Regions from separate parts of the Mus musculus genome. Here region 2 is linked to region 1. The links are chromatin contacts, called in public promoter capture Hi-C maps. All regions are on one chromosome and are shown on one strand. Each heading gives the region's core, a stretch centred on a gene start, on an enhancer-like site or on the middle of the called end of the contact. The rest is flanking DNA. Distances are from core to core; before and after follow the strand shown.

Evidence for each region. Promoter capture Hi-C pulls out the DNA fragments that hold promoters and counts their contacts.
Region 2: a contact with region 1 is called in a promoter capture Hi-C map of neural stem cells. The contact joins two enhancer-like sites. A contact is called at or near these places in 2 of 39 promoter capture datasets (the C10 cell line and neural stem cells) and 1 of 115 datasets of contacts at active chromatin or transcription factors (pancreatic cancer cells).

Annotation. Positions count from the first base shown.
Region 1 is chr7:80,190,433-80,194,376 of GRCm38.p6, forward strand. It overlaps a transcript of Sema4b not described here. Among named protein-coding and RNA genes, the nearest start is that of Sema4b, 6.2 kb to the right of the region's middle. Within about 2 kb of position 2,204, at least 356 of the 459 cell types and tissues checked have an H3K27ac peak or open chromatin away from gene starts, as enhancers often do. A contact at or near this core is called in neural stem cells and pancreatic cancer cells, where this site is marked.
Region 2 is chr7:80,826,967-80,830,715 of GRCm38.p6, forward strand. No RefSeq gene overlaps it. Among named protein-coding and RNA genes, the nearest start is that of Iqgap1, 26 kb to the left of the region's middle. Within about 2 kb of position 1,350, at least 150 of the 459 cell types and tissues checked have an H3K27ac peak or open chromatin away from gene starts, as enhancers often do. A contact at or near this core is called in neural stem cells and pancreatic cancer cells, where this site is marked.

The DNA.
Region 1 (3,944 bases), core at 954-3,453:
AGATCCACTTGGTGGTGGAAGGCATAGGTCATATACCTAGGCGAGGAACTGGAAGCTCACAGCATCGTGATGGAACTCTCCATCTCCTCTCTCAAGGATTGTGAGAGCCGTGGGGAGCGAGCGACACATAGCCTGCTCCAGGATCCTCCCGCTGAGTCCAAGCCCCAGAGATCCTGATATGCCACATTCACAGGGCTCTATCTGGCAATAGGATCCCTGGGATTTTTCTAGTCTTGCCAGAGGGACCCAGCCAAGCTCGAGGCTTATAACATCTCCCTATGAGTGACCTGATAGCACTTCTTTAGGATGGCAAGTGAGCATGCTTCCATGGTATGGCCACCCTGGCACAACAGGTTGATGTTGGAGTTTCGGGAGACCAGTAGCAACTCATCTTCATCTCCACCACGCCCCCAAGGCTCGCTTGTCCCTGCTTCTCTTGGTTCAGTATGGCAGCCAACGCTGTGTGCGGGAGGTGTGTCAGCCAGGATGATTTAAGACGACAGAAACTTTGGAGCTAAAGAGCTCCTCTTCTGTGGGAAGGAAGAGGGAACTGAGGAGCCTCAAGTCTCTGGGAAGGAAGCTTGGTTTTCTGGGGACTGAGGCATGGCGCTGGCCTTCATAAGAGGTCTGGGGGTCAGAGTAAAGTGGATCTAGAGGGAAGAATTTGATGGCAAATTGGAAGAGAGGTTTTTATTTTTCAATCTTTACTCTTTTGAGATAGGGTCTTGCTAAGTAGTTCTGGCTGGCCTGGAACTCAATCTGTGACCTAGGCTGGCCTTGGGATTTACAGGTATCCTCCTGCCTCAGCCCCTCAAGGACCACAAGCATGAGCCTGTGTCTGGCTCTTTGACTTGAGATCTTGAGTTGAGAACATGGTTTCCTAAGCTGGACTGGAGGCTGAGCCTCTGCTAGGTCCTTAACCTTCTGACCCCATCCCCACCTGGCCTAGGATCCCGCCTTCCCGCCTGAGTAGCTGCAGCTATCTGAGAGCGATCTGTCAGTTTCAGGGGTCACCCCTGTCCCCCTGACTGGGCAGGCCTATAGTCACAGACAGCACCTCCTGAACTCCTGTAGGGAGCACAGGAGTGACAGTGGCAATTTCATGTTTCACCCTGTCTGGGCAGGGACAGGCTGAGCCCTGCTGGTTGCACCACAGCCCTGTAGAGTGGGGGGATCCCCTCCCAGGGAGTGGCCAGCTCAGGTCCTAACAGGCCCAGTGGGGGCGGCGCTGTGTGGTGGGCTGCTTGCCACAGTAGGCACGCCCAGGGCTTGGGCTGGGCGGGCTGGTTCCTTCTCTTCAGGAGAGTTGCAGCCTCAGCACCACGTATGCAGGAGGCAGCTGAACCTGAGGGAGGACTAGGAAGGGGCTTGCTTCTCCAAGGGCTTCTAAGATGTCAAGGCCATGGGGTTCCTTTCAGATGGAGAGTCTATACCAGCCTGGGACATGGGGCGTTCACTCTGCACAGTGTGCTGTCTTTATAGGTGCTATCTTGTCATGTTCCCTAACCATGTCATAAAGGACTATATATAGTATTACTATCACAGGAGAAGCAGCTAACTATGGTCCACTTAGGACCCGTATATAATGGGTAGTGATGCATTCTTCTCTATTGTATGCTCCGCCACTGAATTCTACCTTTTTACGGGGCACATATTCTGGGTAGGGAGTGGGGAGCACAGCAAAGGGCCTGTAGGGAGAAGCTGGTTTGGGAAGAAATGGGGCAGTTGTCAGACCCCATGGAAAGCTTTCTGAGAGAGCTGAAGACAGTGTTGATTCTGACCCTGGATGGGTGCCCTCTACTGCAGAGGGTGCTGCCTTTCCCAAGGAAGTGCCCAGCTCTCAGGCCTGGCAATCATTGGAAGATTTAAAAGCACACACGGACTGTGTCTGCTGCTGTGACTTCCTCATGTAAATGTACTGCTGCTGCAGCCCAAGTTGCTGCCTGGCCCCTGGGGAGGAGACATAGCCTCGTGCCTAACCGGGGCAGGGTGGGGAACCGCAGCTGCAGGTTGGCATAAGAAGAGGGCTCGGGGCTACGAGGGGATGGTGGCAGGGGGCCAGGGCCTAGACAGCTGGGCCACAGCCAGTTCACATCTGAGAGACCTTGCTAGGCAGCCTGCCAGTCTGTACGCGGTGGTGGGGGAAGGGGTGGGAGGAGCCTGAATGTTGCCCAAGGAAGGGTGGGCGGGACCTTTGGGTTCAAGCTCCACTGGGCTTGGCAGGAGGCTCCTCCCCCGCATGGCCACAAACAAAGCTACAACTCCAGAGTAACTGTGGGAGTCCAGCGCCTAGCTCCCCTGGGTGGGAGTCAGAGGGGGCAGACCTGGCAAGAGCCCTTTGGCAGGTTTCCTGCATGCCCAAGGACATCTTACTGCGTGCACCTGGGCAGAGGCTGAGGGGCGAGTGTGGACTGTGATAGGCTGGCTGTGAGGCAGCGAGAGGGGAGGCTCAGGCAGATGTGTTCGCTCTTTTTCTGGTTTCAGTCTTTCTTGCCATAATTTCCTCTTTCTTCTCTTGAGGCTTTCTACTACTGTTCTGTCAGTGTGTGTTTCTTCCACTTGGTTCTTCAGTCCTGGTCTGCTCCCCTACTCCCTCGTTTTTTACCTCCCATGCTAACAGGTATAAAATACAAGCTTCTAGCGGGACACAGTGGCACACCCTACATTCCCAGCACTGAGAAGGCGGAGGCAGAAGATCTAGAGTACAAGGCCAGTGTGGGTTATATAGCAAGTTTTAGGCCACCTTGGCCTATGTAAGTGAGACTATCAAAAACCAAAGAGCTTAAATAAAGCAAAATGCATAGATCTTAAGATCATAAAGCTCAGTACAGGGGCCTGGTGAGATGGCTCAGCGGTTAAGAGCGCCAACTGCTCTTCCGAAGGTCCTGAGTTCAAATCCCAGCAACCACATGGTGGGTCACAACCATCTGTAACAAAAATCTGATGCCCTCTTCTGGAGTGTCTGAAGATAGCTACAGTGTACACACATATAAATAAATAAATAAATAAATCTTAAAAAAAAAGCTCAGTACATTTGCAAACACTTGAAAATCCAACACTACATCAAGATATAGAATCTGTCATCTCTAAAGTTTCTATATTTGCCTAGGAGGCATGTGCCCACTGGACTCTGACATCTCTCACCACACAGCAAGTTTGTCTGGGTGCCTGATGCTACACCTCCTCCTCCTCCTTCTCCTCTTGGTTTTTCCAGACAGGGTTTCTCTGTGTAGCTCTGGCTGTCTTGGATCTCTCTCTGTAGACCAGACTGGACTCCAACTCAGAAATCCACCTGCCTCTGCCTCCCAAGTGCTGGCATTAAAGGTGTGCGCCACCACTTCCAAACTTATCTGGGCTTCTTTATAATATATTCTTATGAACATTATATTTCTCATCCTGCACTAGTGAAAAAAGTGTGTGTGTGTTTGTGTGTGTGTAGATTGTGGGGGGAGGCATAGACAGACAGACAGACAGGATGGGAGGAAGGAAGAAGGCCTATGAGTGCAGGTGGACAGAGGGCGGACTTAGCAATTGACTTAGCAATTTATGGATGACTTTGTCTTGTAGGCTGGGCATGGAGAGAGTAGTACTTTTTTCTTGTTCTGTTTTTTGGTACTCTTTCCAAGCTACCCCCCTCCGCCCCCCAGTTCTTTGTAAACACTGACATCTGGCAGAAAAACACTTGCCTACATCCAAGCGTGGCAGAGGGGAACAGGAGACACATCGTTGGCTTGGGACCACTCTTTTGCCTAAAGGAAGTCAATTCAAAGGCAGTTCTTTGTCAGTCACCCTTCTGTTCTTTCCAGTCTGAGAGAGCACATGAGGAAACCACATTAGCACACGTACAGAAGACAGTGGAGCCCGACAGGAGCAAGGCTGCCATGCACAGGAATTGGAGAGTGTGTCCCCAGGCCAAGTCGGGACCTTTACGTAGATAGTGCTGT
Region 2 (3,749 bases), core at 100-2,599, 640 kb after region 1:
AACAGTAAGCTCAGGAGGGAAGGTCACCCTGGGCTACATAGTGAGCTTGAGACTAGCCTGGTATACATGAGTATACAACAAACAACAAAAAACAATCTTAAAGCCAGGCAGCACTCAGGAAGAAGAGGCAGGCGGTTCTGAGTTCGAGGCTAGCCTGGTCTACAGAGTGAGTTCCAGGACAGCCAGGGCTACACAGTGAAACCCTGTTTCGAAAAAAAGAAATAAAATGAGAAGACTTTTGAGACACCAGTTCCAGGAGTGTGATTGGGTTAGAAATCCGTAAAGGGTCTGGACAAAAGCTCTGAGAATAAATATGTTGATTGGAAGTTTGACAGAAAGGGAAAGGAAGGCAGAGTCTAGAAGAATGACTTCCTGTCAATGCCGGTTTGCTGAGCTGTCCCTAGTATTTACCATGACCAGCTATTAAAGACCTATATGCCAGGCGCTGTCTTAATGACCTCTGCTTCTCTCTGTGTAATAGGAGTTACACGTGCTTGCCAAGTCTACCTTTCCCAGTCCTGACCATGTCTCTGCTCCTGAATAGCTGATGGCCAAACCCTGTTCTTCAGAGTAGAGCATCCACACTCCATGGTGAGCAACCAAGCACATGGTAGTGCCATCCTCGCTCTTTCCCAGCCTCATCTCATTCAATGCTTTTCTAGAATCACACGGTCCTTGACTGAAAGCAGAAGCATTCATTCATTCACTCATTCATTCATTCACTCACTCATTCATTCACCCATCCAACAAGCATTTCTTTAGCACCCATTGTGACAGAATGGAGATAGTAAATGGATTTTTCCTTTCATGGGATTTATCAAAGAACAAATAAACAGGAAATTGTGCAAGACATTTAAGGAGAACAGAAGAAAGGTTGTCTCAGTGACTGCCAGGGGAAGAGGTCAAAGGCAGATGCAATTGCCAGGAATAGTCTTGGTAAAGAGGTGAGTTTAAGCTAAACTGGCCTGAAAATAGCCTACCTATGTTTAGATCTGGTGAGGAACATTCTGGACAGAGAGAGCGTCACACATAGCCTTATTGTGACCAGTGGAGGAACATTACCAAGTGTGCTGAAGTACAGCGAAGGACAGGGATGAACGCAGGAGTGGTGGAGTAGCTGGTGTACCTGGCAGTACCTCTGAACTTGGGGGCAGGAGTTCAAGGTTATTCTTGGCTACCTACTGAGTTCAAGGCCATCCTGGATGGGCTCTTGAGATTGGTCTGAAGAAAAAAGTATAGGTGTGTGTGAGGTGCCACTGCCTCAAAGGCAGGGGAACCAGAACTCAACCCTCAGCACACGTGTTTACAAATAAGTCAGACACATACCAGGAATCCTAGCACTGGGCGTCAGAGACGTGAAGATTCCCTGGGGCTCGCTGACCAGGCAGTATGGCTGAGTCATACACTCCATAGTCAGCCATACACTACACACACACACACACACACACACACGGACACGGACACGGACACGGACACGGACACGGACACGGACACATGACAGGAGGGGTGGTGGGACAGGGGAAGAAAAAGAGAAGGCAGGATCTGCTGAAGAGGACAAGGAAGGGCCAAAACCTACACAGAAGCTCCCTGCATAACACTCGCTCACATACAGAGAGCATCTGAGATTCTTTCAGCATCTAAAACCACAGGCATCTACTAGCATCGTTATGCCTCGTCATGGCGACGAGACAGCTGGTGACTCATGCCTGAACGGCAATTCACTGGGACAGAGTTTCCGTTGTATTAAGTCATTAAGTCTGTAACTACTTTCTTGCAAGTTCTGAACTCAGACACAGTAAAGTTGGGGAAAAAAACAAACATCAACCAGGCTTAGGAAGAAACTAAAGGGAAGGAAGAAAATGGAGATGGGAGACCTGAGTTCAATCCCCAGTTGCAACCCTACAAGCTCACTCACCCACATCAAAACAACGGAGCACTGAGCTTGCTCGGAGGATGCCTTAAGGATCAGGCACTGCCATAGGGGGCTTTCTTATTTGTTTGTATGGTACTCCATCACTGAGCTGAGTCCTCAGCCTCTGTGTGTGTGTGTGTGTGTGTGTGTGTGTGTGTGTGTGAGTGTGTGTGTGTGTGTGTGTGTGTGTGTGTGTGTTTTGAGACAGGGTCTCACTGTGAAGCTTTAGGCTATTGTCATCACATCACATCCAGCTCCCAGTTTTGTTTTGTTTTAAATCTTAATCACATATATGCATGTGGGTATGTGAACATGAGTGCAGGTGCCTGCAGAGGCCAGAACAGGGCATCGGATGCCCTGGAACGGGAGTTACAGGCAGCATGGATGCTGGAAAGCAAACTTGGGTCCTCTGGATAGAGCAGTGTGTGCTCTGAATGACTGGGACATCTCTCCAGCTAGCTGCTTTTGTTTTGTTTGTAATGTATTATTTTTATTTATTTATTTATTTATTTATTTATTTATTTTTTCGAGACAGGGTTTCTCTGTGTAGCCCTGGCTGTCCTGGAACTCACTCTATAGATCAGGCTGGCCTCCAACTCAGAAATCTGCCTGCCTCTGCCTCCTAAGTGCTGGTATTAAAGTCATGTGCTTGGCAATTTTAAAATTCTGATATTATTTTATGTATGCAAGTGTGTTACCTGCATGTATGTCTGCATACCATGTTCACACTTGATTCCCACAGAGGCCGTTAGAGAGCATCGGATTCCCCAGGACTGGAATTACCAATAGATGTGAGCTATGGGATGGAAGCTCAAATTTCATCACACATTGGGGGTGAAGCCTTACTGTGGCTTCACTGTAGGCAGTTTTAGTCAGAAGTCAGACATGATCAAACACGGAAGAACCCACACACAGGAGAAAGGCCTTTAAGTGTGGGTCCTCTGGAAGAGCAGCAGTTCTCTTAACCACTGAGCCCTCTCTTCAGTCTCTTACTTAATCTTTTCATTTGGAGACAGAGGATGTGGGTGGAGGTGGGTGAGAGGGTTTGGGGGGGGGGGTAAGGGGAGTGGTAGGGAATCAAACCATAGAAACACATTTCATTGCTCTGGATTATAACATTTCCCCAACTCAAACAAACAAGCCTTAATAAAAATGATGTCATTAAGTAGGTAAAAACTAATAAGAGAGTTTTAGGCGTGGATTTTGTTTTGACCCCATTTGCATACGCAGAGGCTCTTGCAGGAGTAATGCGATTGATGGGAAGAGAACTATAGGAATCTCGATTTTTTTTTTTTTTTTTTTTTAAAGATTTATTTATTTATTTATTTATTTATTTATTATATGTAAGTACACTGTAGCTGTCAGAAGAGGGCGTCAGATCTCATTATGGGTGGTTGTGAGCCACCATGTGGTTGCTGGGATTTGAACTTCGGACCTTCGGAAGAGCAGTCGGGTGCTCTTACCCACTGAGCCATCTCACCAGCCCAGGAATCTCGATTTTTAGAAATCCTGTTTTCCGTGTCAAGTTCTTGTTCCATGCAGGTGACCCTAAAGTCCCCATAGCTCCAAGGTGCTCTGACTAAGTGCCATTGTGAGAAGCACACGTCTGTGCGCTGATTTATTAATAGGAACATGACCACACCAGTGGGAGCCGGATTCTTCCCTGCCGTCATTTAGGCTAAAATAGAGCGCAGGTCAGAAGGTCAAAGAGAACTGAAACCAAGGGACCACCAATGAGGAGCAAGAGGATTGACTAAGAGGGTGAGCTACTCCATCACACTTCCGCATGACTCAGGGAAACCCCCGGGGCTCCCGATTTGTGGACTCTGCAGACACA